Linked DNA regions of Mus musculus: regions 2, 3, 4, 5, 6 and 7 are each linked to region 1. The links are chromatin contacts, called in public HiChIP or PLAC-seq and promoter capture Hi-C maps. All regions are on one chromosome and are shown on one strand. The core of a region is the stretch at or near the end of the contact, and the rest is flanking DNA. Distances in the headings are between cores, read along the strand shown. Region 1 holds the start of Fastkd2 (FAST kinase domains 2). Region 2 overlaps Creb1 (cAMP responsive element binding protein 1). Region 3 overlaps Creb1 (cAMP responsive element binding protein 1). Region 4 has its middle 70 kb from the start of Gm36148. Region 5 has its middle 110 kb from the start of Gm36148. Region 6 has its middle 95 kb from the start of Gm35803. Region 7 has its middle 26 kb from the start of Gm35803.

Region 1 (4,154 bases), core at 1,149-3,648:
ATATTTCATCTTTCAGATCATTCCTCAGTCTATTTGCTTTTCTCCCCACAAAGCAGCTCTTTTTGCATGATATAGCTCCAGCCTTCTAACCAGCCTCTTGTTGTATCCATAACTCTCAGGGAAGATACAGATTTAATGGCCTTATCCCTTTATAAATAACCTTCTAGGTAGTTTTGCTAAAGTCTCACATACTGAATGTGGCTCAGAAGAATCCGAATCATCTCATTTGTCCTCAGCCTAGGATGCTTACATCCTTTCTTCCCTTACATCCTTTCTTCCAGCCCAGTTAAACTCATTTCAAATGTATGCTTACCAACCACTCTCAATTATCGTCAAATGTGGCCAAGATCTTTAGCAAGACCTAGATACTGGGACCGTGGCTTCATGCTTCCCCAGCAACTGCACCATCAAGGGCAGCTCAGGCTCTTTCAGAAGAGCTAGGGGTTCAAAGATACTACCTGAGTGCTCTGCGTTTCCATTCACAACCATATATGATCTTTATACTCACACTCCAGCTCTACTCCCTATTATCCACAGTAAATTTTTCTGCTTCTTCCCGAGTCTTCTCTGCTTGGTAACTGTAGTTGTTCAGGCATCTATTTAATCACTTTTCCCTCTGGGAAGCCCTTGGCTAGGTAGACCCTATACCACTGTCTTAGGGTTTTACTGCTGTGAACATACACTATGAGCAAGGCAAGTCTTATAAAAACAACACTTAATTGGGGCTGGCTTACAGGTTCAAAGGTTCAGTCCATTATCATCAAGGTGGGAACATGGCAGTATCCAAGCAGACATGGTACAGGCATAGCTGAGAGTTCTACATCTTCATCCAAAGGCTGCTAGTGGAAGACTGACTCCTAGGCAACTAGGGTGAGGATCTTAAGCCCATACCCACAGTGGCACACCTACTCCAATCAGGTCACACCTCCAGATGGTGCCACTCCCTGGCTCAAGAATATACAAACCATCACAACCACTGTTTCCTCCAGAACACTGACCTGTTACTGTTATATACAAAGTGTCCTGAAAGTTTTTACTGTATGTATTCCCACCATCCCGTTTTCTAGTGCTAAAAAAAAAAATATTTATCTGAATGTATAGTGAAGCAAAAGATGTACTTCCAAAGGGATGGTAAATTCCAATTGTGTAATAAAGAAGTGATTGTGGCCAAAATAGTTTGTATAGGAAGGCCAAAGGAGAAGCCAGACTGAGTGGAAGGAAGGATAGAACAGTAGGGAGCTCTTTTAAGATACTTGGTGAAAGAAGTGGGAGTGGGTGGGTGGGGGACTTTTGGGATAGCATTAGAAATGTAAATGAAATAAATACCTAATAAAAAATAATAATAAAAAGGAAAAAAAAGATACTTGGTGAAAGAAGAGGAAGCAGATACAGTCAACAGCCTGTTCCAGTAAGTAGTGGTGTTGCTTCCAGCTGTCAAGATGGTCTACATTAAAAATGTAGACGAATTGACACTTTGACATTATTTTTACCTAAATTCGTTAAATTTTGTTCAAGATTTAGTACAAACTTTTGTTGTTGTTGTTGTTTAAACTAAATATCTAGTTTATATTTTGTAATTCTAACCCAGGCCCTGCGACATTCCCACATCCAGGTCCTCCATTAGACTACAGATCTTCTAGCTCTTTGCCTTTATCTGGAGGTTGGTTTCTTTAATAGCTTAGTTATTTCCTTCTCTCCATCCATTCCTTATGCTCCTTTTCCCGCCAACCCCGCCGAGGCCTGTGCAGTTGTCCATCATTACATTAGTCACAGCAGATCAGAGGAATTCCTTATACGTTTTGTACCCCTTATACGTTTTGTGGGAATTAAAACTGGCCAAGGGCAGAGGTGGGAATTTTCCCCAACGTGTCCCCATTGCTCATCTGACTTTGACACATTGCCACTGTGTATCAAGCGTCTTTAAATGAATGCCTAGAAAGCCTGAGATGATCCTTCTAAAGGATGGGGCTGAAGAACAGAAGCCAGTTAACAAGGCTGACCACCCATGGGAAGAGATCTGTGGGCTTACTAGAGAAGCACTCACCCGCGATCACAAATTTGGCCATGATTTCTAGCAAGACCTAGAAACTGGGACCGTGGCGTCACGGTTTCCTGGCAACCGCGGCGGGTACTAAAACTGGCGCAGGCGCGTTCAAAAGAGGCTGCACCGCCAGGGGCTAAAAGTTCAAAGTCACTATTTGAATGTTTTGAGTTTCCATAAACAACAATAGATGAACTTTATAAGCTCCGTGTTTTCCTAAGGCTCTCGCTTCTATCTTTTCATCAGAGAATAGAAACTATTCTTTCTGGAAGGTTTTCCTCCCTATTTGCACATGGCCTCCGCGGTCGCTGAGAACCGATGCTTTTTGACTTATAAAAGAATCCGTAATACGTCACCAGACGCGCCGCTTGAGGAGGAACTGTCATGGCTGCGCCTATGTGTAGTCACGGGGTTCTGTTCGAAGGTGAGTGGATGGCAAGCAGAAGCGGAATCGCGGGCCGGATCGTACTTGTCTTTTTACCTAGGGGAGAAAAGTTTGGGAAGTGGCCTGGGTCTTAAGTTTAGGGCAGTGCTGGGCGGCCCATTTGCGGAAAGACACCGACTCCGGTTCCGGGATCTTGATGAACCTGGCTGATTGTAGATTCTCAGGCGGGAAGGACATCGCTTTTTTTCTTTAATTCCGTCCCTAACCAAGACCGACCTGTCCGAGTACGTTTTCTTAACAGTTCGCTTTTGGCCAATGCAAGATGATCTGAAGTGTCCATCAATGATACAGTTTTCAGTGAAGGCCTCCAAAGTAGTGTTAACAAAGTTCTCCTTAGCCGATATTGAACACCTACACAAGACATTCTTATCTATCTTTCTGTCTGTCTTATCTATCTTTCTAGCTGTCTATTTCTATCTCTCAGTTTACCTACCTATCTATGCTACTTTATCCACATTTATTGATTGACTGATTGAAACTACTTTATCCACAACTGCTAAAGTGATTGACCTGGGTACTTTTACAAAGATGAAATAAACGTGGAGGAAGCATACCGAGGACATGTTCCATTTTAATATAAAACTCTAGCGGCTCGTCGGTGCCCATGCAAGCCCCTGTTAGATGCATTTCCCTTATTTAAGCAACAGTTTTTAACCATTATTTCTTTTATTTACCTATCCTCTACAGGACAGTCCACAGCATGTGCTCTTTTTTAGAAAGACGGCAACTTGCGTTGCATCTTGGGTATTTGAAAGTGTGCCAATAGATAGCAGAATGAATAGCAAAGCACGTTCCTTGTTATGGACCATCCGACGATTCAGTACGTTACTTCCAAGAAGCAGAGCTTTGAGGATAGATCCATTGGGAACTTGCAGACCAGAGGTTATTCATTCAAAATGGAACCCAAGAAACCATCGGCTAAATGTTTTTGATGAGGGATTGCAACCATCTGTTAGATACCTCTTTCAGGATATATTTATTTCTAAATCAGTAGATGGTTGTATTCAAACTAAAGGCATAAGCCATTCAGCCGTTTTTAAACCTGATAGGCTGCTTTGTCCTAGAAGACTGTCCTTTGATGCAAAACATTCTTTTGTCTCTGATGGGACATCTGATCATGATTTAAAGAAAATAAACTTTCATCATACCTCCAGTGAAGATGTGTTCACCAAGAAAGTAAGACCAACCCCTGTGAATTATAAAAAGCTAGCCCAGGAGTGTAACTCTCTGAGTGATGTGCTGGACACATTTTCAAAAGCACCTACATTTCCTGGTAGTAACTATTTCTTAGCAATGTGGATAATTGCCAAAAGGATATCTGAAGACAAGAGGCGCTTTGAGAGACAGCTGATGTTCAGTCACCCTGCCTTTAACCAGCTGTGTGAGCAGATGATGAGAGAAGCCAAGATTATGCACTATGACCACCTCTTGTTCAGCCTTAATGCTATAGTGAAGCTGGGAATCCCTCAGAACACTCTTATGGTACAGACTTTGCTGAGGACGATTCAGGTAAGTCCAAAGAGACTTAAGTGTGGCTGTACTGCGTTTAACATGGTTTGAAGGAGCTCAGGGGATGTAGGTGTGTATAGCTTCCTTAAAAGACTATCAGCAGAATGTATGTTTTAATGGCTAGGAGATCTTAAGTTAGATCATTTCTTTTGCTTTGGA
Region 2 (4,154 bases), core at 1,106-3,605, 850 kb after region 1:
TCAAGTATGTCTATAAACTCTTCTGTGTGTGCCTTTACATCTGCTAACAGTAGGTTCTGTGCATTGATTTTCTTTTTCTGGTAGAATTAGTGGATCTTGCTAAAGCTTCTTTGTTTATTAAGTTGCATTTATAAGATGGCTAATGGAACTTTAGGTCAGTCTTCAATCAAAAAAGTAATTTTTCTTCATAGTTTTTCCACAAGAGAAATACATAGCTTTAATGAATTTGTACTTTATTCTAGCTAATAGGATATGTTAATTAAAAAAATTTGTAAGTAATATTCATCAAAGTGTCACATATGTATACTAACATTAGACTCTAGTTTATTTGCATTAAATTTATTTATAACAAGTATACAGTAGCCATTTTTGTTTTAATGAATACTTTCTTTTGCATTTTTATACACTTACAGATTTATTTATGCATGTTTTATGCATATGTGTCAATGCCTACATGTATGTATATGTACCACATTCATACCACAAAGGGCAGAAGAATGCATTAGATCTCTTGGAACTAGAGTGAGAGGGGTTGGTCAGCCACCTGCCTTGTTCTTTGTTTGGGGTCAGAGTCTTGCTGTGTGGGCCAAAGTTGCCTGGAGCTCTTATCCTCCCGCCTCTGGGAGTGAGTGCTGGAATCACAACCTTGGGCCTGGCCTTAGGGGCAGGGGCTTTCTTTACTCAGTAATAACTTAACATCCAAACACTTTTAAAACAGAGAAATTCTAAAAAGTATGGTATTCCCGACAAAGCCTTAATGCACAGTTAATGTTAGTCTTAAGAAGTTAAAGTGGTACAGAAGAGAAGCTATAAAACACAGGTAAAGCCTTTCTTAGAAATTTATTTGCTTTCAAATGTTTTTGCCATCTTAAAAAAAAGGAAGTTATTAATGTGGAAATGATCAAAACAAAACAAAACAAATGGTCTGAGGAGGCCATCGTTGGTTAATGTGTTCACCATCCAAGCAAGAACACTGGAGTTCAGATCCCCAGAACCCATATAAAATTCTTGGTAGGGCCCTGTAATTCCTCTGATGGCACAGGTGGGGTTTTCAGGGTAAGCTTGTCTGTAAGCTCTGGGTTGAAGAAACCATGACTCAAGAGTAAGCGAAAAAGCAACATTAGGGAAGATAGCCTGCACACACATAAAACATGTGAGTAAACATCAAGGGGCTATAATGGGGGAGGGAGGTGAAAACTAAAAGAGAATCAAGGTGTATAGAGATGTAAACTATTTAAATTCTTCTTTTTACCCCAAGAGTGTAAGAACTATGATAAAGTAAATGAGACAGAAATTGAACTTAGCAGATCTAACTTCAATTCCTGCATTCACCCTTTAGCTATGACTCTGGAAGAATACATTAATTTCCTAAACTTGGGTTTCTACCTTTGAGTAAAATAAGATCTCTCCTTGCACCCAAAGCTTGGCTCTCAGGGTCAGGTAAGACAGCACATGGCATCTCTACTGCTCCTTCTCTTCCAACAATTTTATTTTTGGTAGGTCAGCATCATTGTTCCTGAAATAGTCTTAACTGTCACAGTCTTAGTAAATTATATCTAGCTATGAAAAAGGAGAAACCCATTCTGAGATAGTAAGGGAATCTTGAAAAGAAGCCCTGTGACCTTTATTGTGCACCAAACTGTAGTCTCCCCTCCCCCAGCCTGAAACCTGCTTGCTCAGGGGTGGAGCTTCCCACTCAATCGTTCTGCCACGCCCACTGCTGGACCTGCGGCTTTGCTGTTTGGAGCCGTGCACGTGGTCACCCTGCTATTTGACCCCAAGACTAATTGGCGGGAATCGGGCCCCCTTCCCCTGCTTCATAACTGCGTGTAGAACAGTAAAATAGAACTTTGATCAGAATGCCTGTCTTAGCTGCATTTCTTTATCTCGCCACCTAGTCCTCTTCTCTTCCAGGTTTCCAAAATGCCTTTCCAGGCTAGAACCCATGTTGTGATCTGCTGGCCGGACACAACACCAAACAACTATAAGTAGTTAAGATATAATAGAAATGTACTGCCTAACTCTTATTTAAATGTTATTTGGAAATACGAATTAAGTTACACATTAATCTGTTCAGTTTTAAAGTATTTGTTAAGAAATAGTTGACCTTTTCTAAAATAAGAAAGAATGGTGTTTAAGATGTCTCAAGTAAAGATCTAATTGTAAAATTTCAGACAGCAGCACTTACTAAAGAAACAATTCTAAGGGGACAGAGTAATCAGAATGTTTTTTAAGGACTTGAAATCATGGCTGCATACTTTGGCTCTGTAGAGTGAAGGCTCATCTCTTACAGAGAACCTCAGAGAGGTGTGGGACCATGTGCAGGGGCAGCACCAGCTCCTTTCTTCCTCCCTTCCTTGCAGTACTGGGGATTGTCCTGAGGGCCTGTTCATAGTAGACAGGCGCCCTACCACTGATTTAGACTCAACCCAGCCTTTTTACAATTTTTAAAACTTCCAGACAGGGTGTTGCTGTTACCCAGGTTGATCTGAATTCACTCTGAGATCCGGTGGCACATTACCCATCCCTACCTCATCTCTGGAATCCTGAAGCAAAGCTTAGTTTCAATAAAAAAGAGCCAGGCTACTTTTTCCAGTCTTTCTGTCTCAGCTTCCTGAGTAGCTGAGATTACAACCTGTGCCAGCCAAGCCTACTCATATTACACCTTCTTAGCTGCCCAGAGCATTGCCTGCTTATAAACACTTGTTAGGTTTACCAGTAGGCACAATGCTGCTTTTTCTCCACTTCTCAGTGTTCTGAAAGTCACTCTGACAGAATCCCCGAGAAACCAACTTAAAGAAGAAAAGTTTTAAAAGACGCTCAGTTTCAGCACTCCATGGTTACTGGGCACCATTGATTTTGGTCTCATGGTGAGGCAGAACATCATGGCCAGGAGCCTGCAGTGGAACAGAGTGGCTCACGTTTTAGCAGACTAGAGGCAGAGAAAGAAAAACATGTCTGGAGAGACTGGTAGTGGATCTCACACAATGGAAAGAAAGTAACTCTCCAAAATTGTCCTCTGTTCCCCTTCTGTGTGCTTTGGGGTGTGTGTGTGTGTGTGTGTGTGTGAGTGTGAGTGTGTGTGTGTTCCCCCTAGTTATCTTCCCTGGACACACAAAAATAAGTAAATGTAAAAGGTTGGTAATGTAGGAATGATAGACAACACTCATCGACCTCTGGTTTCCACAAGCATATGTACCTGTACAGACCTGCACATTACACAAGCTTAGACCACACTGATAGGAATGAGTGAATGTAAGTTGTTTTTAAGTGATTGGAAATTATGGCCTAGTCTTCAAGGGCATAACTTATTGACCCACTTCTCTTCAGCTAAGTTCTATCTCCCAAGTTTTCCGATACCTTCCTATGCAATTGTGAACGTATCCATGGATTAACCCGTAAGTGAGGCGAAGGTCCTCATAACTCACAACATTGCTTTTATTCATAGCCAAGCCTTTTCAGGAACACTCCATTGAAACCATAGGCCACTCTACTACTGTCACTACCTCCAAACCACACCAGGTTAGGAAGGCAGGTCATTTTTTTTTTTTAATCATAATCTTCTCAGATGGTTTATTTTTGCTTGGAAACATCATCAAAAGGATAAATAGTGTACATAAAATTTAAAAACAAGATCTTCCATTTAGGAAGTCAACTAGTATTTTATTTATGAATTTTCAGGGAGGAAAGTCACATTGTAAAATGATATTTTACATCTTCAAGTGTCCCAGGAGTAGATGAAAAACCACGCTGTCCAAGATGGCCATCCTTAGTTTGCCTGCTGTGAGGATATATACTGTTGCTGGCCCCAACTAACAGCTGTGTATCAGCACACACCAGATTTCCACAATTGGGACAAAATAAAAGAGTACAATATCCAAATAATTTTATATTAACTGTGCATTAAAATGATAATACTTTAGGATAAATGAGGTTAAGTAAAATTCATTTCAAATAAATTTTGTTTCTCTTTAAGTGTATAATCAAATATATGTATCTAATATTCAGCGTACAAAGCAAAAAGATACTATTTTATTATGTATTGTTGACATATAAATGGGCTTCAGAATCTATGCTTTAAAAAAACAAACATGAACAAAGAAAGGTCATGAACTGCAGGGCAGTTCCCTGGGAATTCATACAAAACCAGTGTT
Region 3 (4,154 bases), core at 966-3,465, 820 kb after region 1:
AGATTTCTCTGGTTTATGAGAGATGAGTATAGATACCACTCATGGTAAGTTCATCTTGTCTGGTAATATGTAGGCATTGAGCTATAAGAAGGATACACTATAGAGGTATTCCCTTTTTTCTTGTCCCCAAAATTTAGAAAGGGTTGCTTCCCCAGTTATCTGAAAGCTTAGTAAAATGTGCATTTAACTTCTGCACCTAGGAGTTCTTCTCTCTTGAATCTTGCTGCTGAGAGGTGTTAGAGAACTCCACAGGTATGCAAAACAAGGTCTTAAAAGTTCAAGAGTCCAATATTGACTTATCCAGAATTTTACAATCATAAAAAGTTGCTTTGCTTCTCTCTGTGTGTATAGGTATCGTGTTGTACTCTGCCATGAGTGAGGAGTAGGACACCATGACCTTCGCAGTGTTTGAAGTCTCTGATTAGGCTCTGGCCATATATTTTCCTTTTTACCTCTGTGCCCTACTTGATTTGTCCTGTTACCAGTTACCTTCTAGGGAGCAGCTTACAGTTGCTCTTCTTGCTCTGATAGGAAGAAATGCCTAGAGGGATCTGAAGCCAGACCTCAGGCCTGACTTCACTCCTGCTTTCTACACTCTTTCTGAACCTGGCTGGTGCAGCTTGGGAAAATCAGCTTTGCTGCCTCCTCTGGCCTCCTGGCTAGTAAGGGACCAATCAAGACAGGGACCATTCCTCATTTCCTATTAGGAAGAAACACACAGAGAAGACTTTGTATTTCTTCATTGTTTGTTTTTGTTATTTGAAGTTACTAAGATTTATAGCTAATCAGATTTGAGCAAGTTGAGTAAAAGATCAGCTGCATTCTGTTTTAGCTAGATTTTTAAGTGCATTTGCTAACTTAACCACCACATAGCCTATTCATAACTTGAAGTTTGCCTTTAAAGTCACTCAAGTACAAAGCACTGTAGTGCTCGTAACGATCTTCCATATTATTGTAGGTAACTAAATGACCATGGAATCTGGAGCAGACAACCAGCAGAGTGGAGATGCTGCTGTAACAGAAGCTGAAAATCAACAAATGACAGTTCAAGCCCAGCCACAGATTGCCACATTAGCCCAGGTATAAAAATACATGGAGAGATTCCAAGCTGTATCTCTTTTAAGAGTAATATGTTTCCAAGAGAATTTAATTTTTAATAAACATATACATAGAATGAGTGGAAATTTTCTTTAAAATATCAGAATTCCTGTTCAGTATTAGCATTAGCTTATGTTTAGAAATGAAAGTAATGATAAATTAACATATTAGTAAAATGTATCATTAAACATTAATATAATGTGTGTAGTGACATGATTCAGAAATAATTACTTTTTTGTTAATAAATGAATTGGCCCTCTCAAGGCAATGATGACAACTGCCTTGTTTTTCTTTGTTTGTTTGTTTGTTTGTTTGTTTTTGTTATTTTTGTTTTAAATACCACACAAGCTTATTTTGGGACCTTGAGGTGCAGACGATTTGAAAGTCTAAATTTATATATTCTAATACTAAAATGCAGAGTCAAAGGTCGGTGTGGAACTCAGTCCTAAAGGTGATAACAGCCGTTCTTTCCTGTGCATTTTAAATGCGTTAGTCGGATTTTGTTTTAAGAGTCCTGCCCTTGCCAGGTGTGGTGGCACACACCTTTAATTCCAGCACTTGGGAGGCAGATGCAGGCAGATTTCTGAGTTCGAGGCCAGCCTGGTCTACAGAGTGAGTTCCAGGACAGCCAGGGCTACACAGAGAAACCCTGTCTCAGAAAGAGTCCTGCCCTTGAGGCTGTCATCTCTGTGCTTGCTTTATTGTTCATATCTGTTTTTCTTTATTAACATCTTTGCTTAAATATTAGTGGAAACAGTGCTTAATATAAGAACCAAATAAGTGTTAAACCTGCTAGGGTAAGAATGTGGTATTTCCTTCTCTGATTTTTGGACACAGAATGTCACTGTGTAGCCCTGAGTGGCCTCCACCTCAGAGATCCACCTTCCTCTGGATTAAAGGTGCGTAGTACCACGCCTGTGTGTTTTTAAAGTGAAGGCTCCCAAAGAAAAATAATCCTGGCAAAGCTTTGCTTTGCTTATCTTCAGTTTCTCCAGGAGTTAAAAATCTCCATTGGAAGTGGCTAATTAGAATAAGTCCTGGGAAATACAGGGTTAACCACGGCTGGGGTGAGGGTGGGAATGAGTCAGATACTGGAGCTCCAGGCCAAATAGTCAGAGTAAGCAAGCTGACTGTCCTTCCTCCTAAGAACAGGGCTTCCCTGCAGATCTCACGAGTAAGACAACACCACATATGCTTGGAGATAAGATATATCAGATGAGGTAGCACTTAATAGGCTTAGTAAAACAGGCATGGAGAAATTGGGGCACATCTGACCATTTAGCTGAGCAGTCTCCTTGATGAAGACAGCCTTCAGCATGTTGTCTATTCTGGTTACCATATTCTATCCAGCTTGGTTGTTCCCTGAGTTGACTTTATAGAGTCATCTTGGAAATTCTTTTTGCTCTCATTATTTTTTCTTTGGGAATTTGTATTCTTGATGAAGTAGAACATGTAGGTAGCATAATTTTGAGAATAAAAGATTAACTGAGATAAAAATTCTTGGTAAGATACTTTCTTTGGAAGTTTTCTATGGTCCACTTAGTGTTGCTTACAAATTTTTAGAAGACTTAATTTCTTATATCTCACATGTTATAAAATACCTTAGATCTCCTCACAATGAATGTTCATTTTTTTTCTTGTGGAGGATGGAAACTCACACCCTCTGTTTTAGGAAATTTCTTTCAATTAGTTGTTGGTGGTTTTGTTTTTCATTGTCAGAATCCTTGTGACCCAGATGTTACGCTTCTGTGACTGGTTTTGTGGTGGTACGTTTTTGTTTGTTTCTTCCATTTCCTTATATTTTCCTTGCAATTTTTCACTTTTTGCTCTACTTCCTAGGAATGTATTCACTCCATCCTGCCTGCTGAATTTTTTTTTTTAAATAAACAGTTCATTTACAAAACATGGGTTTGTTTTGTTTCTTTTAAGAAGCTGTGCAACTGTTTTTTGTGTTTTGTGTTTTGTTTTGTTGTTTTAGATTTATAACATATACAGCATTCTGCCTGCACATATCCCTGCAGCACAGAGAGGGCACCAGATCTCATTATAGATGATTATGAGCCATCTTGTTACTGGGAATTGAACTCAGGACCTCTGGGAGTGCAGCTACTGCTCTTAACCACTGAGCCATCTCTCCAGCCCCTGACTGATGAATTGCTATCATGTTTCCAAGAGTGTTATGTTTGTTCCCTGGGTAGTCTTTTGGTATTTTCTTTTTGCTTTGTTTTGTTTTGTTTTTGTTGTTTTTGTTTTTCGAGACAGGGTTTCTTTGTATAGCCCTGGCTGTCCTGGAACTCACTTTGTGTAGACCAGGCTGACCTCGAACTCAGAAATCCGCCTGCCTTTGCCTCTCGAGTGCTGGGATTAAAGGCGTGTGCCACCACACCCGGCTGGTATTTTCATAGTATCCTGTGTTTTATAAGTATTCTGTTTATTTTCAGGAAAAGGGGTTTGTTTACGGTGTGGTTTTCGCCTTATTCGGTACTTATTTTGAGTTTCTATTTCTCACATGGCCACATAACTCTTCATCTTCATTTCCATTTGTTTTAGTGTCCATCTTTCCTAGTAGAGGCTTTCACCAGATTCTTAATACTCTGTGAATGTCTGCTCAGGATTAAAGTAGAGGAAGACTAGGAGATAGGATTGTAGCTTAATGGTAGAGCATGTACTTAGCACTTGTAAAGCCCTGGGCTCGTGTCTCAACATTAAGTGAATCGTAGGCAGATATAAAATGACGAAGAAGCTACTTTGAAAGCTTTGTGTATATAGTAGCTCCAAGCCAAGAACTTAACTGCAGGACAGTGGTTGTCTTAACTTTTAGTACCTTGGATCTTGAATTTGATCAGATCCCCAGAGGTTTCACTAACCCTCTGTTTATATATAAAAGGCCTGAGAGCCAAGGGAAAGAAGAGGGCTGGGATATCATAGTGACTTTCAGTAAACCTGGTATGACGTGGTTAAGACCCATTATCTGTGTAATGCTGCACTCTTCTCTCACAGCGGGCCAGACTTCTTTCCTGCACGGATTGAGTAAGGATTCATTTGTTTTTAAAGAG
Region 4 (4,154 bases), core at 560-3,059, 720 kb after region 1:
TTGGATCAGGGATACACGGATGAGGATAGAAACTGAGAGAGTTTATTAAGGAAGAAAAGAACTTCAGGAAATGGAAATGGGCCAAAGCTTGAGTAAGGTCAGAGCTCAGTGACGCCTGCACTGGGTGTCCCAGAAGACTGGGGCACTTGTACTGTGTGCACACTATCTGCACAGGCTCAATTAATGTGTTAGCATTGGTGGGGGAGGGCTCTCTCTCTCTCTCCCTCCCTCCCTACTTTTCCCTCTCCTTCTCTCCTGCCTCCTTCCTCACCTCCCCACTCTGTCCTCTACCTTACCTCCCCTCCCCTCCCCTCTCTAATTCCTTCATAAAGCCTCTCCCTGCCCTGATCTACCTTCCTAGAAGGAGGAGGGAATGGTTCGACTGCCTAGTCTTTCTGGCCCTCTTTGATTTGAAGGAAACTGGAGAACAGTGAAAATACATCAAGTTCCAGAAAGGGGGAAAAAAATCACACACACACTCTCACATATACTCACACACTCTCACATATATTCACACACTCTCATACAGACACAATCACACATACTCATACACACTCACTACTCTCTCTCTCACACACACACACACACACACACACACACACACACACACACTGTATCATGCTAAGTTAAGAATGGATCTCGCTAACAGACGTGACAGACTAATGGTATTGGTATGGGTGAATTGCTGGATAGAGCATCACAGGAAAATTATGAATGAAAAGTGAAGGCGATCCATAAGTTATGGACATGGTGGGTTGGGTGATGATTCAGAGGCCTAGACTCCTGTCACCTGGTGACACGCATGGGACCATGTGCCCTAGGGTGGGCCATACAGCCACTCTTGCAGTTTCAAGGACCATGGACACCAGCTGGGCTAAGTTAAAGGTACTTCTAGTTTGTTTGTCCCAAATGTAGCCAAGATCACACATCCAAGGACGACGTCTCCATATTTATGTTCTGCTGGCTTTCCTCCTGTCACCTCATCCTATCTTTACACTTGGGGAGGGCTAGAGAGAGAGGGGTGACCCGAAGTGGCAGTTGACAGACAGACATGGTGTGCTCAGTGACTCCCCAAACTCATGAGCCACGGAGAGAAGACTAGAGCAGACCCATTGATGTGTGCCAAGCCTTCCTGCACAGCACAGCGGGCTGAAGGCCCAGAGGCCACGATAGCCTGTTCCCTTCGTCCTTGGCAGCCATGTTTTCCTTTCTGACAGGCTCCTCTTGGCTGGTACCCTGTTTGAGACCCTAGGTCCTAACTGGCTGCCTCGCTCATAAACAGGTGTCAGCCAATGGCTTACCCTTTGCACCCAGTTCTGGCGGAGGATTCACTCACACCGCCCAGAGTCCCTTCAAATAACAAGAATCTTTAGAAATAAGATGTTTTAAGAAAGCCTGTACTAAAACATCACAATCCGACACAGCGATTTGGCCTCGCTGGCTGTCTTCTTCTGGTTTTAGTTCACAGGATTAAATTGGAAGGTCAGAATCTTCCCTTGTCTGCAGACTAGATGGGATTTCTCTCCTTACAATGGGGCTGGGAACCGGCTCCTCTGAGCACATTTACATTACTCCTGCTAACACATTTTGAGGTTCTCTGGCTGCCACGCTACGTGAAACAGGTCAAGTCTGGGAGGGAGAAGGGGGCTTTCCCTTCCTGTGACCTCAGGACTGATTTAATTAAGCCTCTCCTCCATCCCCGATTTATAGTCTGCAAAGTGTCCTCGCAGAGGCCCTCTGATGTGCTCTGCCTCTCAATGAGCAGATAGGCAGTGACAGGGCCGCGCCATTCTGAGCGGCTGCTGCCCCCACGAGAGCACTTGGAACAAGCGCAGCCTCTGCAGCCCTCGATCCAAGCCTCCTTTGGTAACACCAGACGTGGGTGAAAGCTTCGAAGCTCTCCTGGCTCCCTTAGGCACAAAGCTTTCTCCTGAGACTCCTACTGTGAGGAGGAAATAACATTTGGAACCCTTCTCAGAAATCGGATTTCTTCTCTAGATTGAAAATGAAAATAAGAAAAGCCTTCACGTATCTGGATAGGAAGACAGACAGAGCTAAGAAAGGAGGAAAGGGAGGGAGGGAGGGAGGGAGGGAGGGAGGGAGGGAGGGAGGGAGGGAGGGAGGGAGGGAGGGGGGAGGGAGGGAGGGAGGGAGAGAGAGAGAGAGATCCCCAGGGCCTTCCCCTGTTGCCCATCAGGCTGCAGCTGTCCTTCACAGTTTAACAGCCCTGCCCTTTCAACCTGCCACCTAGGAATGAATGAAACCAAATGTCCCATAGGACATGGCCCCTCCCGGCCCCTCAAAGACTTCTCCCTGAAGATGAAATCTGACAAAAGAAACAAATTAGATTAAAATGTGGTACCAAGGGCTTTGCGTTGCTCAGATAAGAGAATCTGCAGAGTCCTTAGGACCCAGAGCGGTCAGTCCTGTTATACAGTTTGCGGTGGGGAAGAGTTCAGCTGACTTCTACCCACAGCTGTTCTTGCGCACCACCTCTCAGGCTTCACTGTCCTTGGCTTCAGATGGGGAGGAGCCAGTGGGGAAGGGAAGAAGAGCCTAGAACTGGCCCTAGGGACCAGACAAGTAATGTGAATAAAGAAACTGGCCATGTGACTTTTATATAAGTTAGGCTTTTATATAAGTTCTCCAGATTTTTAAATGTCTACCTCTCAATTTAAGAAAAGCACTCTCCCTGCAATATTTATATTGTGCACTTTCTAGACAGCAGGCCCACTAAGAACCATATGAAGTAAATGCTGGTATTGCTTCCTGTTCCCTAAAGAAGAGCAGTGTAGTAACACCTGCCTTACCTCAGAAGGCAGCCAGCCACCGGCCTGCATCTGTCCACTGCACTGGACTGCCTAAGGGCTTCACCTGGGGAGACAGCTCAGACTGGGAAATTGCTTACCAGAGAGACAAGCAAGAATGCCAGAATTCAACCTCCAGAACCCATATAAAAAGCAGGAACCTTTATGAAGACCAAGCTACACATCTGCTACATATGTACAGGGAGGTGTAGGTCCAGCCCCTGTATGTTCTTTGTTGAGTGGTTCATATCCCAAAAGCTGTTGCCTGTGTGTGGGATATATTCTTCTGGCTGGGCCACCTCAGTGGGAGAGGAAGTGCCTAGCCTCACAGAGACTTTAAGTTCCAGGGTGGTGGGGATACCCAGGGGCCTTACTCACTGCTCAGAGGAGAAGGGGGAAAGGATTGTACGAGGAGGGACTAAGGCAGTGAGCAGGATGTAAAGTGACTAAGTAAAAAAGAAATCAAGAACATTGAAAAAGAAAAAACAAGGACCTTGTTTACAGTCTTAGTGCTAGAGAACTTACATACATACATACATACATACATACATAGGTAGATGAAAGATAGATAGACATATATACAGATACATATATACCACATACATACATGTATAGACAGACAGACAGATGCCAAGGTGGGAAATGTCAAACAACACCCAAGATTGACTTCTATGTGCATAACACCTACACCCTCATCCATGAGTGTGCGTGCACTCACACACAGACACACACACATATGGCTGGATCATAAAAGAGCGTTATCATATTCTTAAAACAAATAATAAAGCTACAGACATTGTCTGCAGAATATGAAAGAAGCTTGCTTGGAAAAGAGAAAAAAACACAGTGGGGGAGGAAAATAGATGTTGTTATATAGACAGAATTAGACTTGTCCTAATGGTGAGCCAGACCTAGAGACCTAAGTTCCTTATTGAAAAGAATGCAAATGTAAGCATAAATAATGCTGCTGCTAATATTTTTTTTCCCACGTATTTGAAACCAAATGGTGGCTAAGCCATACAACCTTGGCATTGGCCTGTGATTCAGATTTGTGTAGACAATGCTGCCCTCTCGTGGTCAACCTTCTAATAGCATGATTTTGTTTAAAATCTCGTTTTCCAAAAGTATTTCATAGAATATTGCATCCATTTTGTGTAGCATAAGCACACAAAGGAAAATATGCACATAGCACAACACCATCTTTACGTTTCAATACGGATTTAGGATTTACCATTTTACATAGGTTTTACAGGAGGGCAGAAGAAATTACTGGATATTAAATCATGGCATTACTGGGCCCCTGAACTTTCAGAACTCAGATCCTTGGAGGAAGAAATGTTTTTCCCA
Region 5 (4,154 bases), core at 805-3,304, 680 kb after region 1:
GTTCAAGGCCGGTCTGGTCTACATGGAGAGTTACAAGCCAGACAGAGCTTTTAGGTGGGAAAGCAAGTAGAGATAAGAAATGTCCTGAGGTCACTATCTGACACCATGAAGCACTCTGACTTGAGAACCTACTGTGTGACATACCAGAAACCCAAATGACACGTACTATCTTACTATATAAGCAGCAGAAAATGACTCATCTCTCTATCCCCTTATCCCTTCCTACCCTCACCAGGAGATGACTTCATCTCAGTTACTCAAAGTGATATTACAAGAAGCCGCAAAAAAGACAAAAGTTTGTCCTACAGATGCTCTCCTTAGAAGAATCTAGAATCTTCATGCTTAAGCCATGGAGAAGTGAAGAGTCAGCATCTGCATCTTTCCCAATGTCCCCCCATTTTCACCTGCTAAAATGAAGATGGGGCAAGGGGTTCTCCAACCTTGGACAAAACTTGTAATAACACAGCACTTGGCAGAGGCAGAGGCAGAGGCAGAGGCAGAGGCAGAGGCAGAGGCAGAGGCAGAGGCAGAGGCAGAGGCAGAGGCAGAGGCAGAGGCAGAGGCAGAGGCAGAGAGGCAGAGGCAGGTGGATTTCTGAGTTCGAGGCCAGCCTGGTCTACAGAGTGAGTCCCAGGACAGCCAGGGCTACACAGAGAAACCCTGTCTCGAAAACAAAACAAAACAAAAACAAACAAACAAACAACAAAAAAAAACCTTGTATATTGCAAATGGAGCCAGGACATAGAGGGGTGGATCATAAAGGCAGGAAAGGGGTATGTGAAATAAAATGTTGCTTGGATATTCATCAAAAGCTGGCATAAGAGACCTAAAGAGAACTTGATAGAGAACTTTTGCACGTCACTCTAGACTTTTGGATGCCAGTGGCCAGCTTTGGCTGAGTGCTGCTACACTCACACAGTTTCTCAAAGCTTCTTGGAGGTTTCTAGGTTATATGGTCTTTGCTGAAAATTACAAAATCCAAAAGAAGCAGCTGAAGACCAGGAAAGGGAAGTAACTTACAGCCAAGTACATAAAGCTCCCTAACGAGAGAGCAGAGCCAAGACTCCAGCCTTGTACTACCTGACTCCAGAGCCTGTGTTGTGGTTCTCATCACACACAAGCCTCACCAGTTCAAATCTGCTGTCCTTTCTCCATAATCTGCACCAATCACTTTATGTAGTTTTGTGTATATGAACATGGTCAACATCAGTAGTCACTCTGCTTTATATTTCGAGACAATGGAGCTTGCTGATTCTTCTAGTCTGGCTGGCCAGCAAGCCTCAGGGACTGTGCCTCCCTCCCACTTTGGGATTCGAGCTGTACACCCATGTACCTGGCCTTTCTTACCTTGAATTCTGACATCCAAAAAGGCCCTCCAGCTTGCACAGCAAACAGTTTACTGACTGAGCCAACTCCCCTGCCCTTTTTATATATTTTCATATCATACACGTACTGTATAAAAAGTCAATAGAATCCATTGCATTTAGGCAGTTCTTTGGGCTGATAGTGCACATATTCAGCTACCTCTGGGCTTATAGTATATGAATAACTATTCGCTCTACAATCTATTCAATGTTCCTGAGTTCCTACACCAAGCCAAGCATTGTGCTGCATGCCTCAGAAAGTCACAGCCCACTGGAAGAGATCCCATTAAAATGAAAATAAGCGCTTGGTTTCCCGTGGTACAGTAAGGCATAACCAAGAGATTAGAGCTTGCTTATTGAGCTGCAATCCAAAACCACATTATTGAGCTATAATTTCCTATTTGATTGACATGAAAGGACTGAGCAACTGGCCCAAGGTCAAGTCTCCAGTCAGTAGCAGTTCATTTCACTTATTTTATTGTCTCTGACATACCATGTTCTCAAGATCTGCTCTCTCTTAATAGTCTTATGTAATGTTCAAAACATATTTTATGTTTTACAGACATTTTAAAAAATTTAAGGCCAAAGAAGCAAATGTGTCAGCATTCATGTTGGGCTAGAACACATTTTGGCTGCCAACTCTCAGGACAGCAGAGCTCCTCCAAGGTCTGGCTTCCCCCCAAGCCTGTTTCCAGGCTATGGAAGCCGTTAATTCTGCCCTAAATGCATGCTGTCTCCTCATCTCCTCTGTAGCCTTCTAGCTGGGCTGAGACTTAATTGGTTTGGGTTGGATAATTCATAGTGCCTCATTAGGGCATCAAAACACATACTAGGCTCTCTAGTAATTTTCTCCCCTGAAAGAACATTGATTGGCTCCTTCACTGGGAAAAGAATTAGCTAAAGGATTCTTGGGTTTGTGAAGAAAAAAAAAAAAAAAAGAGAGAAAGAGAAAAGAAAGAGTCCACAACAGATAATTTCAAAGTGTATTGTGCAATCAGATTTCTTTGAGGCTATCTGTCGATCAGGTACCTCTGCTCTTGCAAAAGATAAAAATTAAAAAAAAAAAAATTCTCAAACCACACCAAGGGTAGCTACCAGTTAACTTGCAGAATTTATAGAAAAACTGGCTGTTCTAAAGTTCCCACTTGCTGGCTTCCCACTGTTTTCTCTTGCCTGGAGATACTCTTTATTAACACACTAAGAGGGAAACCCTGAAAGATGGCTTCTTTGCACATCTGACCGGCTGGCTACTCCACCTCCCACTCTCCCACTGTAACAGGTTAGGGCAGTGTCCCCTCCCCTCCCACTCCTCCTTAAGCAAGAAAGCATGCTAACTGTGAATACCTATGGTTCTTGGCTCTGCTGCTTCTCTGACTACGAGAGCCCACTTCGGATGGATGGATGGATGTTCTGCAGCAGGCAGAGGGATTGTGCAACCAAATAGCCCAGCTCCAGCCAGGTGTGGTGATACATACCTATAATTGCAGCACTCAGGACACTGAAGCAAGAGGATCTTCAAGGTGAGCCTGTACTACTTGAGTCTTAGGTTAGCCTCAGAAATGTACAAAGACTCTGTCTCACAAAAGAAAAAAACAAACAAACATTTCTTCTTTCTCACCTCTGAGTTGGAATAAGCCTGAGCTATGTATGGGTTTTGTTTTGGACTTTTAAAGACTTATTTATTTTATTTTATGGGCATGGGTATTTTGCCTGCATGCACATTTATGTGTACCATGTATATGCCTGGTGCCATACATGATCCCCTAGAACTGGAGTTACAGATAATGTGAGCTACCATATGGGTGCTAAAAATTGAACACAGGGCCTCTAGAGGTACAGTAAGTGCTCTTAAACACTGAGCCACCTCTCCAGCCCCTGACTTGTGTCTTACCCTCTCTCCCAGAGAGTCTAGGAAGAATGAATAAGAACATCTGGGTAATGTAATCTTTGTTAGCCTCCTCTTCTTCCTTATCCCATTTCCCAATTCCATTATGAGGATTTCTTGTCGCCTCCAAAATATGATGCTTCCATTTTACCCTCCCCCTCCCCCACCCCTTATCCCAGAGGAGCCTAAAGAAAAACATAGTTCAGTCAACCTTTAATCTTCACTGGAGCTTGGTCTTAGCCCTCAAGGTCACTCAACTTCCCATCATTACTGCGATCCGGAAACCTCTATCGTTAGGTCTGGGGGCCAATGACATGGACTTACCAAAAGTCTTAGTTCATCAAGCTTTAAAGACCTTCATCAGATGGCACTTATTATAAAAGAAGAAAAAAGGGAGACCTACCAACTTGGCCCAAGGACTTCAAACTGGTATTCATAGGAGAAAAAAAAATGTTTAGGGGAAACACTCAGTGATGATTCAGTTTGTCTTCCACATGATCTTATGCAAGACATCCTCATGCCACTGGGAGGGTCTTTTGAAGGTTCTCTAGTGTAGAATGGTGGGGCTGAGGGACAGGAGAACAATGAGACAGAAATAGTGATAAATCAATCAGGATAAATTCAGCAAGTGCTTCTTACAGACACCAAGAAGAACAAGACAAAGATTTGCTGTAGCTTTGCTCTTTACTCTTATTTTCAGACCGGTCTGTCATGAGGAAACAAGCTCAGTCTCACCAGCATCTCAGACAGATGCAGGCCTTCCTTGGTTCAGTCAAGAACTCTCCAGGCACGGTGCTACTGCGAGTCGTGGGGTGGGGGTGGGGGTGCTGACTTATCACTTTCTTTCAAATGTGATAGGACCCTTAGCGTCAGCATGAATGAAACTGTGCATGGGACCTCCTTGG
Region 6 (4,154 bases), core at 888-3,387, 640 kb after region 1:
ATAACACTTTGCTGAAATTATTGATAATTTCGACAATTTTTCTAGTCAAATTTTGGGAACATTGGATATAAGATAATATAGTCTTCAATTGAGAATAATTTGGCTTAATATTTTTTCATTTGTATCCCTTCTCTTGCCTTATTGCTCCAGCTAATGCTTCAATTACATTATGGATGAGCAGTAGGGACAGTGGACAGTCCTCTCCCATTCCTGATGTTAAAGAGGCTTATTAATGGTTTTATTCATTTAGGATGTTATTGGCCATGGGTTTGCCATACATAACCTTTATTATGCTAAAATATGCTTCCTACAGTCCTACTTGTTCTAGGGCTTTTATTAAGAAGGCATGTTGAATCTTATCAAAGACTTTTTCTTTACTTTTTTTTTTTTTTGCTTCCATTGAGATGATCATATGATTCTTATATTTATTGTCCATGTATTTGGTTTATTACATTAATTTCTTATATATGCTAAAAATAAAAATAAAACAATGAAAAAAAACTAAAACAACTGTGGCTAAATGATTAAATATATGCATGTTTTCAGTTGTCCAATAAAATAGACATTTAAAATGCCCCATCATCTGAGATCCCATGCCTTCTTATCCCATGGATGCTTACACACACACACACTATCATGCTAGAATCCTCTTGTATGCCACCACTTATTCATCCTGCAAATATATGAATTTGCTGAACTTTACTAATCATCTACCTTGTGGTCAACAGTATGCTAGACCTCATGTACCCAAAACAATAGACCAAAGCTCATAGGATAGAAGGGATAGCAAAAATTCAAACAAGCTGGGCGTGGTGGTGCACGCCTTTAATCTCAGCACTCGGGAGCAGAGGCAGGCAGATTTCTGAGTTCAAGGCCAGCCTGGTCTACAAAGAGAGTTCCAGGACAGCCAGGGCTATACAGAGAAACCCTGTCTCAAAACAAACAAACAAACAAAATTCAAACAAATATGATACTGAATTCTCTGCCACATGCAGATAAATATAAGGCACTTTGGTGCTTTTAACACAATCCCAGAGGGCCTCCTAGAGGAGATGACTTTTAAGGTAGATATGATCAGAAAAGCAAAGTGTGGCAGACAATCTTAGTAAGCATGAAGATAATCTAGAAATAAAGGGTCAGTGACGACATAGGACATGGTATGATATGGGTGCCACCAGGCTGGAGCACAAGCTCCATCAAGGGAAGAATGAAAGAATGCACAAGTTTCAGTAGACTTCAGGAAGCCTGCTGATGCGTGGAAGAAACACAGATACATTACCTTTGGCTCATTCTTCAGAGAAAACTGCTAGGAAAACATCTTTGTGTTCAGTGTGTTGATGATAAAGTAACCAGGTTGTACAAACCATGACATGGACTCAGGTATTCCATCATAAACTAAAAACTGTGTCTCTCTGGTCCCTCCACCACTAGCAGCTTCAGAGTCACATACTAAAGCTTATGTCCCAATGGGATAGAATCTGGGAGGTAATTATGCCTAGATATAGTCTCGGATATAAGACTCCAGTGTGCGAATAAGACTCTGATAAAAAGAGGAAAGGCCAGGAAGATGGCTCAGTCAGTAAAGTGCTTACTTGCCTTGTAAGCATAAGGACCTTAGGTCAAATAATCCAGAACTCAGTCCAGTTATGGGGGTCAGAGAGAAGCAGGTTTCTTCGCTCTCTGGCCAGCTAACTTGGCCATGGTAAAGTTCCAGACCAATCAGAAACCTTGTCTCAAAAGGTAGAAGATGATGCAGAAGCAATACCTGAAGTTTCCCTTCAACCTGTGTACATGTACATACACACACACACACACACACACACACACACACACATATGCGCACACATTATACACAGATGGGAAGAGATACCAAAGCTTCCTCTTCTGCCATGTGATCATATATTGAGAAGGTAAGCCAGAAACCAAATGAGATAGCAGCTGATCTGAGACTTTCAGACTCCACAACTTGAGAGAATGTTTCTGTTGTTTAAGCCTAATCTCCAGGGGGTTGTTGCCATGCTGTGAGACTACTAAAGTGCTTCTCTTTCACTCCCGTTAGTCTTAATGTGGTGACTCAGGCTGGTCCTTCTGTCTGTGGCTTCAGCCTTCTTACTCTATTTGATGACCCCACATCCTTGCTTACATAAGTCATCCCAGCCATTACTAATGGCTTGGTCAGTGGCATCCTGAGTGACCTGGAAGATTATGATTAGGACATAGTAAGTCCAGGACTAACAAAGTCAGGGCTCTTCATAGTCTATTTGACTGATCTGGTGGAAGAAGGCTAGTAAGGATGTTGTCAGTAACAAAGCAGGAATAAAGCACGCAGGGAGTGGTGTTCATGGACAGACAGTGGGAAGAAGGGGAGGAAGCCCCACCCACAGAGCAGGAAGGTCAGAGATGAGAACAGAACGGATGGCACAGAATATCACCTTCACGGGTGAAGTGTTCCAGAGCCAATCTGACAAAATAATGCCCGAGAATTTCCTGTTTGAATCTGAGCTGCTCGGCTCCAGCAGGAAGCAGCACCCTATTTTCATATAGTCACATTTCTGCCACCCACGTGGCCTGTCAACCCTTGAAAGTAATACTTCCCACCCACCCACCCTGTGGAAATCTGCAGACTTCCCACAGGGCAGTTTCCAAATACCCAAAGCCCCACTCAATCAGAGTAGCACATGGCCATACATATTTAGGGATTTTAATCTTTCCACATAAATCACTCCCTCTGGCTACTTAATCATGTGTGACAACTTGCAGTGACTGCATCTCGTGCTCTGACTTCCCTGAAAGGTCTTGCAAGCTAAGCAGGGTTAAGCTGAGTCAGTAACTTGAATGAAAGGCACAAGATCCACACCGGAAATGCACGGAACGAGTCAACAAGCAGCACATCTTTCAGAACTGTGACCTCTCGCCACCAGGAAGTGGAGCTCTGGGTGACTCTAGAAACTATGTGACAACAGCTCACGGTGTCCTCCTCGCCTGTGGAAACTGGCCTCTCAGCATTAGCCCACTCTGTGGGTCTGTGCTCCTGTACTGGCTAGTTTTGTGTCAACTTGACACAGCTGGAGTTATCACAGAGAAAGGAGCTTCAGTTGAGGAAATGTCTCCATGAGATCCAGCTGTGGGGTATTTTCTCAATTAGTGATAAAGGGGGAAAGGCCCCTTGTGGGTGGTGCCATCTCTGGGCTGGTAGTCTTGGTTCTATAAGAGAGCAGGCTGAGTAAGCCAGGGGAAGCAAGCCAGTAAAGAACATCCCTCCATGGCCTCTGCATCAGCTCCTGCTCCCTGCCCTGCTTGAGTTCCAGTCCTGACTTCCCTGGTGATGAACAGCAGCATGGAAGTGTAAGCTGAATAAACCCTTTCCACCCTAACTTGCTTCTTGGTCATGATGTTTGTGCAGGAATAGAAACCCTGACTAAGCTCCCAACTCTTTTTGGAGGCAATTTGCCTTAATCGGAGGTATCGTAAAGCCAATCAAGCAAGGATGGCCCAAGGACTTTGAATCCAACCAAGAATTCTCAGACTTTAAGATTCCCAGGCCATAGCTGCTGGGAATATAGCAATGTCTCAGTTCTTTATTTTAACACTACCATAACCTCAAACTTTGAAGATCTCGATTGGTTAGACTCTGTTAATGATGCCAAGGTCCATGTAATTGTGTGTGTTGTGTGTGTGTGTGTATGAGAGAGAGGGGGAGAGTCGGCATACGTTATGAATAGGTGAGCATGTGGTCGTGGGTGCATATATGTAACTGTGCACATTAATGTTTATACATATGAGTATGGGAGCTAAAGGACCATTTCTGGTGGTATCCTCAAGACTAACTCTGGTGGTATCTATCTCCTTTGAGATACAGCCTTTTATTGGCCTGAAACCCACCAATTAGCCTAAACTAGCTATCCAGTGAGCCCCAGGGATGCACCTGCCTCTGGATCCCCAGCCCCAGGATTATAAGCACACAGCACATTACCCAGCCTTTCATGTGACTTCTGGAGATCAAACCCAGGCCCACATCTCTATTTTATCATCAACTGAGTTATCTCCCCAGCTCTCTTCTAGGCACTTTTCTCATAATGAATTATTCATTTCAACCCTATAACAAGAGAGTAAAAGCTTTGCCCATGGTCCTACAGAGAGTAAGAGGCAAGGTT
Region 7 (4,154 bases), core at 815-3,314, 580 kb after region 1:
ATGGTGAAGTTGACTATTTATTTATTTATTTATTTATTTATTTATTTATTTATTTATCTTGCTCTGGCCCCTCTCACTCCAGCCCAAAGATTTATTTATTATTATATCTAAGTACACTGTAGCTGTCTTCAGATAAACCAGAAGAGGGCATCAGGTCTTATTATGGATGGTTGTGAGCCACCATGTGGTTGCTGGGATTTGAACTCAGGACCTTCTGGAAGAGCAGTCAGTGCTCTTACCAGCTGAGCCATCTCACCAGCCCAAAGTTGACATATAGGAAATGGCTTTATTTTATTTAAGAAAAAAAACTATTTATGGAATAAATTTTACCTAAAATCATACTATTTGAGATTGCACTCATCCCCCAGATGTTGACAAGTAACCCATCTTTGCTCTTTATAAGTCAAGTCATCAACTATTCCATAGCGTTTGTTTATTCACCCCAGTTGCACAGGCTTTGTGCAGACAGAATACACACGATGCACAGACAGCCCTGTGACAGGTATTTCAACATAACCTGGTATTTTCTAAGTCACAAAGGGACTGCCTTCATCTTCTAAGCCATGAGGTCTGTAACAAAGATCACCACCCCCACTTCCCACCAGTCACCAAAGGAGTAACCGACTGTCTGGGTCCATGTGCTCCGGGCACATGAAACTCTTACAATGAAAATCTTCAGTGTTGCACTCCAAGTCTCCAGTGGGCCACCATAGCGATCTGAGGGTGAAATGAAACCAGTAAATCCTGCCAGTGCAATAAACTCAGAGTCCCCTGCAAGCTCTGCCCTCTCCTGTTCCCTCTGTATCCTGTCCTCCTCCCCCAGACCAGTTCTCTGGCAGAGTCAACCGAGAACAAGACTTGGTTCCAACCTGATCCCAGCCTTAGTTCCAGCTTTGTGTGACTGTTTTGTTTTGAAGCAACCTGATGCTGAAAACGTTCAGGTCGTAATGACTGGGAAATGTGAAATATTTATCATCTGATATATCAGCTGACCTGGCACTTATATCCCATTATCTCCAGTGCTAGTATTCTGGTTCTAGTAGAACTGATACCCAGCTGCACTGTGGACCAAGGGGTTAAACTACACCCCAATCACAGAGCTGTATGCAAACCAGTCTTTTGTACTGTTATCTGTAGAAAGCTAAGAGATAGGTGTAAATAAAGCAATGTCCTTGTTTGCCTATAGGTTTTCAATCTTTTTCTTTCAACATGAAAGCAGAGACTTTGCCCTGTTGTTCATATACTCAATTACACACAGGTGTAGGGGACCTTATAAACACATACACATAAACAGAGAAGACGCATACAGACCACACAAATGCATAAGCAAAGAAACGAGAGAGAGAGAGAGAGAGAGAGAGAGAGAGAGAGAGAGAGAGAGAGAGAGAGAGAGAAACCACACTCAGAGACCATATAAACACATAAACAGAGACCCCCCCCAAACACACACACACACACACACACACACACACACACACACACACACACAGAGGTTGTTATACTCTTGAACTAAGAGAAGCCAATAAGCAGTTTTCCTCTTTGTTTCTTGACTGTTTGGAAACAAGAGAAAAGTTAAGTGGCCCTAAAGAGGGGACCAGATGGGATCTGGGAGGAGAAGCCTAGAGGAAGAGAAATTGCAGCAAGAAGACTGTTTTGCTTCAGAGTTCCTGCCAGAAGCAAAGAAGAAGGTCCCAAGCTCCAGCACTGTGACCCCTTGGTAATTTCCCTGGGGAGCCCCACCTCAGACAACCTTTACCCCTCAGAATCCAGGGGAAGCTGAGCTCGGTAAGTTCCAAACATAGAGGGCAGACAGTGATGGAGGGTCTAAAGCCACAGGCCTGGACAAGGTTCCAAGTGGGCCTGCCTGACAGCCACAGAAGCCAGCTGAGCCAATGGGGGGACAGCCACGACACCAGCTGAGCCAATGGGGGAACTTTCTGCCTGATGAGGCCTGCTTCCCAAGAAGAGTACTGGCAGTTTCCCTCGACTCTTGTTTTCCTGTGTTTAAAATGAAGGACTCTGCGGCTTCATGTGACCACTCTTGTCAGAGTCTTTGCTCGGAGAGGTGTTTTTGCATTTGTGAAGCCTGCCAGGAAACAGCGTGAGTCATGAGTCATGGCTTCTGAGCAGACACTATTCAGCTTTAGAAATTCCCAGAGATACGACTTGTTTATACGAAAGGAAGCAGCTATTCTGAGCTGCCCGAGGAAGAGGAAAGCGCTGCTCTTTTTTTCCCCCCATTTAAACACCCTGGTGAAAGGTCAACTGGGCAGCTGCAAGGCAGCGAGCCCCTAGTGTAGACACTGGTGTTCTTCAGTGCATCCGTCTTCATTTTACGGGGTATTTCTGGGTTTGGCATCTCAAAATGCAAGTCCTGTGACCCTGAAATTTCACTCTCAGCCTTTGGTCCAAAGTTGGGGTTTTTTTTCTTTTTTTTCTTTTTTTTTTTTTTTCTTTTTCTGTGCAGGCTCTGAGTGGGAACCTGTGACATGGGGATTGAGAGCCAGGAGGTGACCATAGAAACCCACCATCTTTGACAATTTTCTAACTTCCAGTTTCAGAGTAAGGCACGGCTTTTTACTCCTATATACCATGCTGCCGTCTTCAATGTCCTCTATCCTTAGTTTTATCAACTAGTGTGTCCGCTACCATTACTTTAAATGGTGGTTCAAAGCTCTGCAGGAGAATATGCCCAAAGGGATTGCCACTATTACAACTGTTTCTTCGTTGACCCACTATCTTGGCCCTCGGGTGTTAGAATGCATGGTGTCACCGACTGACTTCCAAGACAAAACCATTCACAAAGTATTCACTGATTCGACAGTCATGGGCCTCTGTGATGGTAACAGGGACAATACCTGAAGAAATCAACATTGTTCCCTAAACATATAGGAAATGTTTCACTAGTTATTGAAGGATGCCCACTCATTATGATAAAGATGGATAAAAATAAAGACTTGGCTTAATGGCTAAACATTCACGTGTAGGAATCAAACTAAAAAGTCGTTGTGGACAGTTATTGTTCTAGAATCAGTAAGTTGAGTTCTGAATCAGTAAGTTGAGAAGCACAGGGGATAAACTCTGTAAACAAAAGTTCCCAAGTACTTGAAAATCACACAAGTATACCTCTGAGAAAACTAAAATTATGAACTAAAACATTTTACTAACAAAGTGATAAAATGGCTTGAAATAAGAAAAATACGTAAAAAAAAAAACCCAATAGTATTTGTATATTACAGCAAAGCCAAGGTAGATAATAAAATGCCAAAGAAAAGCTAATGAAGTATTAAGAAGCAAAAATACATACAAACTAAAGGCAAATGTAGTAAAAGATTAAAAACATTTGTTGAGAGATATAATTTGAATAATTAGGACAGTTATATTTTAATTAAATGGGAGAATTCAACATAAAAAGGCAAAGATTCTCAGATTATTAGAATAAGTCCCCAAATCCAACAAGTCTTTTCTTGGAAGCCACTAGAATCAGCATCAACTAATTGCAGAGACTGCTGCTTCTCTGCTGACAGAAGCTTAAACTATGAGCAGGAAGAACTGGCCCAAGGAATAGCTGTAGGACTTATTTTTATCAAATAACAGAAACTGGAAGTGTACATTTAATGCAGATATAAAACATAAATAAAAGGAAAATAGTAAATGCCTTGGAGCATGCGCTCTTGAGAAGCATGTGTGCCCCGTTCTATAGATGGTTTTATAGCTGGCAACGCTTTCCCCCTGTCTTATGGTGTGCGCTGGAGAATCCTGATACTAAACAAGCAGTATTATTTCTGTTCCCTTTGACAAAAGTATCAAAGTTCAGTGACTTCAGGAGTGTGAGAAAACTAAAGAAATAGAAAGCTGGATCTTGATTTCTCTGACTTCTCAAACCATACCTTTCCATTTTAGTGTTTTCACAAAACAACAATGAATGAATTTTTTTTTTCCCAGACAGGGTTTCTCTGTATAGTCCTGGCTGTCCTGGAACTCACTTTGTAGACCAGGCTGGCCTCGAACTCAGAAATCTGCCTGCCTCTGCCTCCTGATGAATGGATTTATTTTAATGCTAAAATCTATGAGGGATTTAGACTTCCCTCTTACACCAAATAGCTCCACTTACTTAAATAAACAAGCAAAAAAACTGTAATTGTTTAAAGCCT

What was found. Promoter capture Hi-C pulls out the DNA fragments that hold promoters and counts their contacts. HiChIP or PLAC-seq counts read pairs in DNA pulled down with a chosen protein or histone mark.
Region 2: a contact with region 1 is called in an H3K4me3 HiChIP or PLAC-seq map of embryonic stem cells, with 5 times the contacts expected there. The contact joins the enhancer-like site here to the promoter of Fastkd2 in region 1. A contact is called at or near these places in 13 of 39 promoter capture datasets (the 3T3-L1 cell line, 3T3-L1-derived adipocytes, the C10 cell line and 9 more), 4 of 484 Hi-C or Micro-C datasets (cardiomyocytes, cerebellum, cortical neurons and 1 more), 12 of 115 datasets of contacts at active chromatin or transcription factors (the SCID.adh cell line, acute myeloid leukemia, bone marrow-derived macrophages and 7 more) and 4 of 9 other capture datasets (adipose tissue, embryonic stem cells, macrophages and 1 more).
Region 3: a contact with region 1 is called in an H3K4me3 HiChIP or PLAC-seq map of bone marrow-derived macrophages, with 9 times the contacts expected there. The contact joins the enhancer-like site here to the promoter of Fastkd2 in region 1. A contact is called at or near these places in 14 of 39 promoter capture datasets (the 3T3-L1 cell line, the HPC-7 cell line, HPC-7-derived erythroid cells and 9 more), 1 of 484 Hi-C or Micro-C datasets (cerebellum), 14 of 115 datasets of contacts at active chromatin or transcription factors (the NIH/3T3 cell line, the SCID.adh cell line, acute myeloid leukemia and 10 more) and 2 of 9 other capture datasets (adipose tissue and macrophages).
Region 4: an H3K4me3 HiChIP or PLAC-seq map of bone marrow-derived macrophages shows a contact between it and region 1, with 14 times the contacts expected there. The contact joins the enhancer-like site here to the promoter of Fastkd2 in region 1. A contact is called at or near these places in 25 of 39 promoter capture datasets (the 3T3-L1 cell line, 3T3-L1-derived adipocytes, the C10 cell line and 16 more), 2 of 15 datasets of contacts at CTCF or cohesin (large pre-B cells and pro-B cells), 14 of 484 Hi-C or Micro-C datasets (B cells, the C10 cell line, CD4 T cells and 11 more), 39 of 115 datasets of contacts at active chromatin or transcription factors (the 230-238 cell line, DN3 thymocytes, the NIH/3T3 cell line and 27 more) and 5 of 9 other capture datasets (adipose tissue, embryonic stem cells, liver and 2 more).
Region 5: a contact with region 1 is called in an H3K4me3 HiChIP or PLAC-seq map of embryonic basal ganglia, with 6 times the contacts expected there. The contact joins the enhancer-like site here to the promoter of Fastkd2 in region 1. A contact is called at or near these places in 6 of 39 promoter capture datasets (the C10 cell line, the HPC-7 cell line, cranial neural crest and 3 more), 6 of 115 datasets of contacts at active chromatin or transcription factors (bone marrow-derived macrophages, embryonic basal ganglia, embryonic stem cells and 1 more) and 2 of 9 other capture datasets (liver and macrophages).
Region 6: a promoter capture Hi-C map of liver shows a contact between it and region 1, with 4 times the contacts expected there. The contact joins the enhancer-like site here to the promoter of Fastkd2 in region 1. A contact is called at or near these places in 11 of 39 promoter capture datasets (the 3T3-L1 cell line, the C10 cell line, the HPC-7 cell line and 7 more), 1 of 484 Hi-C or Micro-C datasets (bone marrow-derived macrophages), 8 of 115 datasets of contacts at active chromatin or transcription factors (bone marrow-derived macrophages, cardiomyocytes, embryonic limb bud and 4 more) and 2 of 9 other capture datasets (adipose tissue and bone marrow-derived macrophages).
Region 7: a promoter capture Hi-C map of pre-B cells shows a contact between it and region 1, with 5 times the contacts expected there. The contact joins the enhancer-like site here to the promoter of Fastkd2 in region 1. A contact is called at or near these places in 14 of 39 promoter capture datasets (the 3T3-L1 cell line, 3T3-L1-derived adipocytes, the C10 cell line and 10 more), 2 of 484 Hi-C or Micro-C datasets (LSK cells and Th1 cells), 8 of 115 datasets of contacts at active chromatin or transcription factors (the NIH/3T3 cell line, bone marrow-derived macrophages, embryonic stem cells and 4 more) and 4 of 9 other capture datasets (adipose tissue, embryonic stem cells, liver and 1 more).

What each region holds. Positions count from the first base shown.
Region 1 is chr1:63,728,227-63,732,380 of GRCm38.p6, forward strand. It overlaps Fastkd2 (FAST kinase domains 2), which reads left to right and starts at 2,399. Exons shown (of 12, transcript NM_172422.3): 1 at 2,399-2,465; 2 at 3,174-3,995. The coding sequence starts at 3,261. It overlaps Mdh1b (malate dehydrogenase 1B, NAD (soluble)), which reads right to left and starts at 2,092. Exons shown (of 11, transcript NM_029696.4): 1 at 2,045-2,092. The coding sequence starts at 2,066.
Region 2 is chr1:64,576,361-64,580,514 of GRCm38.p6, forward strand. All of the region lies in intron 8 of Creb1 (cAMP responsive element binding protein 1), which reads left to right. Among named protein-coding and RNA genes, the nearest start is that of Mettl21a, 39 kb to the right of the region's middle. Within about 2 kb of position 2,356, at least 4 of the 459 cell types and tissues checked have an H3K27ac peak or open chromatin away from gene starts, as enhancers often do. A contact at or near this core is called in embryonic stem cells, where this site is marked.
Region 3 is chr1:64,549,891-64,554,044 of GRCm38.p6, forward strand. Creb1 (cAMP responsive element binding protein 1) reads left to right here. Exons shown (of 9, transcript NM_009952.2): 2 at 959-1,080. The coding sequence starts at 967. Among named protein-coding and RNA genes, the nearest start is that of Creb1, 19 kb to the left of the region's middle. Within about 2 kb of position 2,216, at least 28 of the 459 cell types and tissues checked have an H3K27ac peak or open chromatin away from gene starts, as enhancers often do. A contact at or near this core is called in the NIH/3T3 cell line, bone marrow-derived macrophages and trophoblast stem cells, where this site is marked.
Region 4 is chr1:64,444,417-64,448,570 of GRCm38.p6, forward strand. No RefSeq gene overlaps it. Among named protein-coding and RNA genes, the nearest start is that of Gm36148, 70 kb to the right of the region's middle. Within about 2 kb of position 1,810, at least 161 of the 459 cell types and tissues checked have an H3K27ac peak or open chromatin away from gene starts, as enhancers often do. A contact at or near this core is called in the 230-238 cell line, DN3 thymocytes, the MNK3 cell line and 23 more, where this site is marked.
Region 5 is chr1:64,407,322-64,411,475 of GRCm38.p6, forward strand. No RefSeq gene overlaps it. Among named protein-coding and RNA genes, the nearest start is that of Gm36148, 110 kb to the right of the region's middle. Within about 2 kb of position 2,055, at least 23 of the 459 cell types and tissues checked have an H3K27ac peak or open chromatin away from gene starts, as enhancers often do. A contact at or near this core is called in embryonic basal ganglia, where this site is marked.
Region 6 is chr1:64,372,039-64,376,192 of GRCm38.p6, forward strand. No RefSeq gene overlaps it. Among named protein-coding and RNA genes, the nearest start is that of Gm35803, 95 kb to the left of the region's middle. Within about 2 kb of position 2,138, at least 34 of the 459 cell types and tissues checked have an H3K27ac peak or open chromatin away from gene starts, as enhancers often do. A contact at or near this core is called in adipose tissue, bone marrow-derived macrophages and liver, where this site is marked.
Region 7 is chr1:64,303,642-64,307,795 of GRCm38.p6, forward strand. No RefSeq gene overlaps it. Among named protein-coding and RNA genes, the nearest start is that of Gm35803, 26 kb to the left of the region's middle. Within about 2 kb of position 2,065, at least 230 of the 459 cell types and tissues checked have an H3K27ac peak or open chromatin away from gene starts, as enhancers often do. A contact at or near this core is called in 3T3-L1-derived adipocytes, the HPC-7 cell line, LSK cells and 13 more, where this site is marked.